Regions from separate parts of the Anser cygnoides genome. Here region 2 is linked to region 1. The links are chromatin contacts, called in public Hi-C maps. All regions are on one chromosome and are shown on one strand. Each heading gives the region's core, a stretch centred on a gene start, on an enhancer-like site or on the middle of the called end of the contact. The rest is flanking DNA. Distances are from core to core; before and after follow the strand shown. Region 1 holds the start of PSPC1 (paraspeckle component 1). Region 2 holds the start of FDX1 (ferredoxin 1).

Region 1 (4,712 bases), core at 616-3,115:
TGTTAGTACAAAATCAGGTCTGTTCTGTCCTTTTGAATGTCAAGTTGAATAAACTTAGGCTTATAAAAAAAAATCTGAAGACTTACAGAGGGAAAACAAACTACCATGTAATCATAACTATTACTCCTCCATTCCTCTGAAATGACCTTCATGTAGTTCATCTGTATTCAACGTATTAAATATAATAATACCAAATTTACAGAGAGCGGCTGGAAGAGTTTGGCAGAACTCACATTTTACAAGCTGTACCTAGTAAGTCATAAAAATGTTAACAAATGTTTATAACAGAAGGAAAACATTGGAACAAGAACTTCTAAGGATCCATTTTGTCACTTTCAAAATGTTTTTGGTTAAGTAGTGTCAGTGCCAAGGTGTAGCATTAATCTTGCCACAAAGACTCTAGAGCATTAGGTACGGGATGAACTACTCAGGGTTGTCTTGATGAATGAGCAAATTGTTAAATGATACAGTGTAACAGAAAGTAAAGAGATGACTAAACATAGCAGAAATCATCTTCTTTTTGTACGTCACACTAAAGCATTTGACTGTAGGGCATGTGCAAATAGCTCCTCATCAATAAAGTCTAAAAACAACACGAATATATGTTATAGTTGTACTGTGACTAACAAAAGCAGGCTATGGATGCCTGAGCATATTAAATCCATGCATATATTGAAGATATATTTATCATTTTCTTGTTTCTGGAACTTGGAATGTTTTTGAGCTATTTCAGTGGACTATGATTTACTATTGAGAGCTACTATTGATGTAGCTAGGGAAAGGTAAGAATAGCATGGAACTTATAAACATGCCTTGTTCCTCCTATTGATTTTTTTATAGTGGAATCATGGTTGTGTATTTAAATGGTTGAAGCCTGTATTACTGAAGTGATTGATAAAACTCTGTCTGAAAATCATGGCAATTTTATTATACAGTGTTGGCAATAACAAGTAACTACTACATTATCTCCTTTTTCCTATCTACTGAGCTTTCACTTTCTACAATGCAGTCACATCATTTCTAACATATGTTCCACTCCCTTTACACACTTACCAGTTTTTAAAATATATTTTGTTTTGCTATGAGTAGTTCCCTATTTCGACTCAGCATTTTTATTGAACGTTAAATATACTACAAACCATACCTCTTCGGATCCCATATTGATACTCTTCCCTCGTGTTCCTACACTGCTCAACTTCCTGCCTTTGCTGGGAGTAGATACCCTCCTCCTGTCTGTAGTTTCTGATTTTCAGAGCTTTAAATCTGAGTTCATTTCAATGCTCTGTACCCAAGATTCTGCTTCAGAAACAGGTGGGCTGAGAAAGTGATTCCTGCTGTTTGGAAACTCATGTTTTGTTTTGCCTTTTTTTTTTTTTTCTCCCAGATTTCTGGTACATGCTTAGAGGTACCTCAAATGGAAAAACAGATAGAATATTCCCCATCTAACATGGAAATCCCTCAGTAATGGATTCGTGCCTCTCTGCGATACCATGCAGCAGTTGAATTCCTGGTTGAAGCACACAGATCAAACTAAACAACTAGCAAACCAGACACACAAGCATCTGAAGAACAAGCGGGTGGGGAAAAACATAGCCCTGTACTATAGCCCTGTACTACAGCCCTAACTACAAGGAGTGCCCCAGCAACACAACGTGTGACTTTACACCTCTGAGAAGCAAGCCACCACCACCTTTCCAACACAAACCCTTCCCTGTGCCCCCTGCACGCCCCCCCCTCCCGCCCCGCCGCGGCGGCCATTACAGCCGCCCCCCACTCCCCGCCGTGCCCCACGGCGCATGCGCGGCCCCCGCCGGGCGCGCGGCGGCGAGGGGCGGGGCTCCCCTCAGGGACGCTGCAACTCGCCGAGGGCGGCCGCGGCGCCATTTTGAATCGGCTGCGGGTGGGAGGCGGCGGAGGTGGAGGCAGGCTCGGCGTCCCCCGAGAATCAACCAGCGAGAAGGGAGCGAGGCCCCGAAGATGGCCGCGAATCGCAACTTAAAGCAAGTGAGGATCGAGAACAGCTCGCCGGCTGCGCCGCTGGGCATGGTGGGGGGCGGCGGCGGCGGCCTGAAGGGCTTGCGAGGCCTGGAAGCGGAGAGTGAGGCGGCGGCTGCGGCTGCCGCCATGGCGCTGGTGCCGGGTAAAGAGGCTGGAGACGAAGAGCAGGAGGTCGGCTTCACCATCGACATCAAGAGCTTCCTCAAGCCGGGCGAGAAGAGCTACACGCAGCGCTGCCGGCTGTTCGTGGGCAACCTGCCGACCGATATCACCGAGGAGGATTTCAAGCGGCTCTTCGAGCGCTACGGGGAGCCCAGCGAGGTCTTCATCAACCGGGACCGCGGCTTCGGCTTCATCCGCCTGGTGAGGGTTGGCGTGAGCCCCTGCGGGTTGCTTCCTGACCCAGCCTTTGCAGCCGGGACACCCCCAGCCCCCTGCTCCCCGCTCTCCCCTCACCGCTGGAAGAAGGCAGCAGCTGCCCCCCGCTGTGTTTTTTCCTTTGCTGCTCCTGCTGTTCCCTCAGCTTCCTCGGATTTCCACTCCCGTTCCCTCTTTGCCTCAATCCATCCAAGCCAGAGGCCTGCGTTGTGAGCAGCCTCCCCTGCCCCTTGCCTTCGGGTTTCCAGGGCACCGCTGGGAGCCCCTGCTGCTTTTGGGGCTGCTCTCAGGGTTTTTCCACCAGTTTACAGTTTAGGTGCTGCTACGGGTGCTCCTGCAGCCTGTAACTCTTCAGTGACAGGAAGACATGGTTGTGAGATCTACATTATTCATGTAATATTTGTAGAGATTTTATTTATTTAATTGGGAGCATTTAGCATACTTCAGAACTGGAAATGTTACCTCTTTGTGTCGAAACAAATTTCAATCTGTGCAGCTCACTATGAGTGTAGGTTTGGCCTATGAAAACACGGTTAATTTTAAAGACTGAACTGGTTTGTTTTGAAATACTACTACTTGCACATCTTGAACGCTAAGAACACAATTTCAAAATTGCAAAGAATTGGGAACGTCGTTTGTCTGAATTGTGTCCTGATAAGGCTAGATTTTAGGGTTCATACAATTTAATCAGTATTATCTCAACCATGCAGAAAAAGCATCATCCTAAAAGCTTGTCATCCTGCATTTAAAATTTTCAATTTAATGTGTAGCATTAGTTTTAATGACTGCCATGTTTAGAAGGCTCTGTTTCATCTAGTTCTGAGAAAAGAACTATAAAGTTTTTAAACACTTGAAGTGTTTTGGGTGAACCTGGTTACGATTTTTTTGTATATTTTACTGGTTAGGATTTTGTATCTTTTTGGTTGTCGAAGATAAGTGCAAAGATAAGTAGCATTTTGCTATATGCTTTTGACCACGACAAAATCTCCCAACCTGAAATATTTTTCTGGAGGAAGTGTGATAGATTTGCATATATTACTCAGTTTTATATGTAAGGTAGATTAGATATAGTATTTATCTGAATGTCCGTTTTCTGTTATATTTAGGGAATATACTATTTTCTAACATTTTATGTAGTTGGTTGAACTGGAAAAATGCCTATGATCTAAAGAGTTCTTTAAATACAAGGGTTTGCAGGTATAACATTTGGTAAGAATTTCTGAAATGAGAAAAAAGCAGCTATTGAGACAGATTTTTCTTGTGGATATTGGTGCAGAAAGGCCATAAATGTGAGAGGAATGAATACATGAGCAAAGAAGGTAATTTCATTTCTTGATGAACTTTGAATCCATTTAGAGTTCATCCAGCAAGAGTAATGAGCATGTGTGATATTTTTCATTCAAATAATATTTTCATTTATTAAAAAAGAAAATAAAACATTTTAGATTCTTTAGTATAACTTCTGAAAATGTTGTTAACTAATATATGAATATAAATACTTCAGTAGGTATATGTGAAAAACCGTAAAGTTTTCAATTCTACTGAAAGCCTTTACCAAAGCAGCATCTAAGTCCTCTAATGTGCAACAAAAATTTACATCCAAGTCATGTTTTAGAATAAACCACAGGGAATGAAAAATGCATGTTCTTTCATTCCGTGGTTAGGAACTTTTGGGTGAAAAAGAATGCTGAATGACCCTAATGCAAATGTGCTCAAATTAAGGGAAGAAAAACTGCTACTTTTCTGGGGGAAAAATAAACAATGCAAAAGCACTGTCTGTTGTGTTTGCAAATAAAATATATAAAATATTTTATATCTTGAAAAAGGAATCTAGGACACTGGCTGAAATAGCAAAGGCAGAACTTGACGGTACAATTTTGAAGAGCAGACCACTTCGAATTCGATTTGCTACACATGGAGCTGCCCTAACAGTCAAGAATCTTTCACCTGTGGTTTCTAATGAGCTGCTGGAACAAGCTTTCTCTCAATTTGGGCCAGTGGAAAGAGCTGTTGTTGTAGTAGATGATCGTGGCAGAGCTACAGGAAAAGGTTTCGTAGAGTTTGCAGCAAAACCTCCAGCACGGAAAGCTCTAGAAAGATGCAGTGATGGGGCATTCTTGCTAACAACGTAAGTTCACAGGTTTTTGTTTGAATTTGTGTTGAGTATGTATTTCTAATGTGAAAAAAAAACATTCATGGGCATTTCATAGTTCTTATTTCAATTGATGAAAGTTATGAGGTGAGAAATTCAAGTGATTTACATGAATACTCGAAAATACACTGGCTTTTTTTTTTAGTGTGGAGAACCACATTTTTCTGCTGACTACTTACAAGTC
Region 2 (4,712 bases), core at 789-3,288, 480 kb after region 1:
CTCCATTATTTCCAGATTTTTTTGGTTCATTCAACAGCCCTAATTGCCAGTAGAATTTCATTAAATTATTACAGAAGTCTTAGAATATGGAAGTTACAAATCTGAACTAATCCTTAAACATGCAGCAATTACATGGTGACACCAAAAATACTGTCTAAATATCTAAACTGCTATAAAAGAATTCTTAGATAACTACTGTTCATCACAAAATGAAAGGTGGGGAAACGGGGAAGAAAACAGACTGAAGATACATAACAAAACTGGGAAGGAAAACATAATGTTTGATGCCCCACTGACCCCCTTTGGAAACCTCTGCTCACAAGAATCTCTTCTGCTGACAATTTTACCTGTTTAGGTCTTCATCCTCTAAACATAAATACAGGTAACTTTACATGTAAAAACAACGAGGAATGAATGTTTTTACTGGACTAACATTGACTATACAAATTTCAGGAACCAATTCAACCAATAAAGGTATGACGAGAGAAAAATAACTTGCACGTAAATTGAGGAACTACTCATGTATGAAAGAAACCAAAAGTTTTTTTCCTTCCAAGTCATTTAGCTGGATTATAACGTATTATTTAAACAATACATTTGAAATGCTTGCTTGTGCGAACTCTTTTGCGGGTATGCTTGTGCAATGTGTGTGAATAGATGGCCGGTCTGTTTACAAGCCTGCATTCAGTCTGTGTGAAGGACCTGAGGGATTCTTGGTCTTATATAACAATTAGGTAAGGAAATGTCTTCCCTTTTCAGTAGACCATTTCATCTTATTTTACCCTGCTCAATAACTTAATATTTTTTTAGAGTTCTGACAATGCTTTTCAAAGTGTTTTTGTTTGTTTGTTTGTTTTGTTTTTTTCAGTGACCTCAAAATTAATGATGGTCTCGGCAGGTTAGTGGAGACCTATTTATTAAGGCATTAGAGTCACTCAGAGAAGCAACCTAAACAGGCACCATACACGCCTTGTACAGGAGTCCTGAACTACGAGGCTTGTTTGTCTCTCTGTATTAAAAGATTAAAAGTATCTGCTGGCACAAAGTGAAGAGCACCTACAGGAGCGTTTGTTTAAAACCAAACTGCTGAAACGACTTTGATGGCGAGGGCACTACCCAACCCTCTGGAAACAGGCTAGGCTGCCCTGATGTTGGGCAGCCCATTGTGGGTTTTGTTCTTAGTCAGAGAAACTCCTCTGACAACCAAGTTAATTTGCCTTTTAAAAGTGTATTTTAAATACTGCAAGTTACCTGCGGGCTCAGACCTTTGGATACACAGGCTACAGTCTCGGAGGCCACGCATAAACAAGTTTCTGATTACGTGTAGTGTTGCAAATCTGTAGTCGTGGACTGTGCAATATTGGTGCCTACAGGGCTCGAGCATGCCACAGCACACGCTGAGGGCAGGAGGGGCCCTGCACATCTGTGTATGTGCTCCTCGGTAAAGAGAAACTGTACCACAAGCAGGGGAGATCTTCAGATCTGTGCTGCGCTTCCACCACCGATTTAGTCAACCTTACGAAATTAAAAAAAAAAAAAAAAAAACAAAAAAAACAGAATACACCGGCCCCAAACCCCCTCACGGCCCCCTGAGCCCGGCCGGGGGTCACCAAGGGGCCGCCCCCTGACAGACGAAGCGCGGCCGGGCCCTGCCCCGAGCTCCTCAGGGCTCATCACGGACCGGGGGCGGGTGCCCGGGGCCGCCCCCGCCGCCCAACGATCGCTGCCCTCAGCCGTGCCCGCTCCGCCGCCCTTACCTGCGCGCCGCCCGGGCGGAGAGGCCGAAGGGCCGGGCCAACAAGGCAGCGGAGCCGCAGCCCGGCCTCGTCCCAGCTGCCGGCGAGGAGGAGAGGAGCCAGCGGCGGCAGGAGGAGGAGGCGGCGGCGGCGCGGAGAAGGCTGAGGAGGCGGGCGGGCGGCGGGGCCGCCATGTTGCGGCACGGAAAGGAGGCAAAGTCCCAGTGCTGCCGCCGTCTACGGCGACTCTCGTAAGGGTTTACGCCGCCTGCGTAGCGCGCTGCCCGCCCACTGCTGACGGCGTCGAGAGGGGACGGCGCCACGGGAGCGGCGGGGGTTACGCAAAGTGCGCGGCGCTGCGCCGTAATGGTGCTGGGCGGCGCTCGCTGCACCGGCCGGCCCCTGAGGGTGGTCCCTCAGAGCCCGGCGTGTCCTCCTGTCGTCCCCGGCTGGGGCTGGGAGGGATTTCGAGGGTCTGCTGGCCCAAGGAGTTCTTATTAAATCCGCAATGGTGGTTTAAGAAACCTGGCGTGTGGCGGATGGGGATTTGTGGTTCTGGGCAGGGAAGAGGTGGTGGTGATGGTGATGTGGTGATGGTGTGGTGTGCTGATGGTGATGGTGATGGTGATGGTGTGGTGTGGTGTAGTAGTGGTGGTGGTGGTGGTGGTGGTGGTGGTGGTTATGGTGGTGATGGTTGGTGGTGATGCTGGTGGTGCTGTTGATAGTGTGGTGCTGGTGGGGTGATGGTGGTGATGGTGGTGGTGGTGATGGGTTGGTGGCAATGATGGTGGTGATGGTGATGGTGGTGGTGGTGATGGTGGTGGTGGGGTGGTGTTGGTGGCTCAGAGGTCTCAGCTGTCCCCTGGGCTGGCCACACAGGATCACAGAGAAGTTCCTAGGTCCTTGCTGCTGTTTCTTCTGGCAGAATATCAACTTCTAAATCCCAGGCAGCAGCAGAGGGACAGCAAAGCTATCAGAGGTTTTAGCGGGAGGAGAGCTCAAATATCAGTATGGAAATGTTGAGACTTCCTCAGCTGTACAGACCACACACAGACTTAAGTTGTCTCCCTGCAATATACATGTCGGCCTACAAGATTTGATTATGTTATTAAGTAGATCATCCTAACATACTTAAATTGGAGAGTGAAAGAAGGAAAAAATACAGCATTTACTTTGAAATATTTTCAAACAGGAGTGGAAATAAATGGGGAAAAGGAAGAATTGTTTGCTTCTAGTGCTCTTAGGTACACAAGGTTGTTCCTGATGCCTTAGGATTTCAGGAGTATATTTTTGTTGCATCAGAGTAAGATCAGTGAGGGAGATGACATTATACAATGTATTTTCTTTAAGTAAAGGAGAAGGTTGTGGTGGAAAGGTAAAGAGCCACCAAACTTTCTATTCATAAACCAAGTGACTTAAATGTGCCAGTTTTCTGGAAAAAATGTTTATTGTTGTTATCCTTTACAATCTAGTATTCTTTCTGTAAAAGAAATATTTGTCTCTCCCCACCTAGCTTTAAGATGGGATTTTAGAAGTGTTACAGTTACCTTAGATGCGCAGTGTATCTCTAAATTTCAGCTGGCAGGTGGAGGTCCTTTATTTTTTTCTAGGCAATTTCTGTAGTAACTGTCACAGAGGCGCCAAGTAACTGAAGTCAGGTGGGTTACCACTGTGTAGTACAAGCAGAATCCCTTTCAGTTTTTCTTTGATTACAAGCAAAGTAATTGCATTTGTTCAAACACACTTTTCACAGAGCGACATTCATTAAATATAACTGAAACCAATGCACAGAATATGTTTATTAGATCATACTTTTACATAAATACAGTCAGCATACTTGAATATATCACAGAACAGTCACTGAAATAAACAGCAGGAGGCCATATCCTCAATTAGTATGCTGGTATCCTCTCACCCATGCAGAGCTCTGTTTCCTTAGGTTTCTCTCTTTTGCAACACCAAAGAATGTGGCTGCAAAGAATATGGTTTATTTCAGCATTGTCAGGTCAGCATTGAATCATATGCATATATGTAAGGCAGTATATAGCTAAATATTTCAGCTTTATGTGGATTTCAAATATTGTACGGTCAAAACAGTGCATCGGATAATCTAGTCTGACTTTAACCAGAAGGCCGCTCATCATAAATTAATGGTTAATGCAGGAAATAAATCTGAAAGGGACCCTCTGGGCCTTCTAATCTAAACCTTTGCTGTCACATGCAATTCAAGTGACTAAATGTAACATATTTATCTGTTTCTTAAAGGTTTTTCTCTGGTATTAACCTCACTGAAAAAAAGGTCCGGAAATTTCACTCCTTGGAAGGGTAGAGAGCCCAATTATTTATTACTTCTCAGATAGTTCATTTTATTAATTTAATTTTTAGTGTAGGATAATTGATACTTATTTTTCCTTGGCCAGTGCTGCCCGTGAGTTTAATGTTTTCTGTCCTTTTTGATGTTCACCCCACTATTTGTTGTATGCTCTCCAGCCCGTTTATTTAGCCTCTGTTTTTATGAGTCCGCTTTCACAAGACAGAAAACTCTTGTGTAATTCTCGTGGTTGTCCCACTGAGTCATTTATGCATACACTAGTTTGAATTCACCCATGTTAAACATGGGCAACTAGTTAGATATTGCATTCACGTGTACAATGGAAACACACAACCATCATACAGCGTGGGATTATATCTGATTTTTTTTTCATATACACATCGAAGTAGTAGCCCCCAATCATTTTGTGATCAGTTAATAAACCAGATTGTTGCTTTTCATTAATGAAGCCACAGTTAACAGCAAGAGTTCTTGGTTCCCCCAAACTGACCACAGTATGCTCCAGACTTTGCTTCAATCTCCTTTCATGTGGGATTTTCATTCGTATGCCATTTTCATGAATAAGGCCATTTCCATGAACCTACTTTACCCCCATGTTCAGCATGTTCCACAGCTCGTTTGCAGCCCTCACACTGCCATGGCCT

Evidence for each region. A called contact is a pair of places that touch in the nucleus more often than the background predicts.
Region 2: a contact with region 1 is called in a Hi-C map of liver, with 1.7 times the contacts expected there. The contact joins the promoter of FDX1 here to the promoter of PSPC1 in region 1. A contact is called at or near these places in 2 of 7 Hi-C or Micro-C datasets (granulosa cells and liver).

Annotation. Positions count from the first base shown.
Region 1 is chr1:193,700,187-193,704,898 of Taihu_goose_T2T_genome, forward strand. PSPC1 (paraspeckle component 1) reads left to right here and starts at 1,866. Exons shown (of 10, transcript XR_010828380.1): 1 at 1,866-2,361; 2 at 4,203-4,504.
Region 2 is chr1:194,177,077-194,181,788 of Taihu_goose_T2T_genome, forward strand. FDX1 (ferredoxin 1) reads right to left here and starts at 2,039. Exons shown (of 4, transcript XM_048047055.2): 1 at 1,758-2,039. The coding sequence starts at 1,930.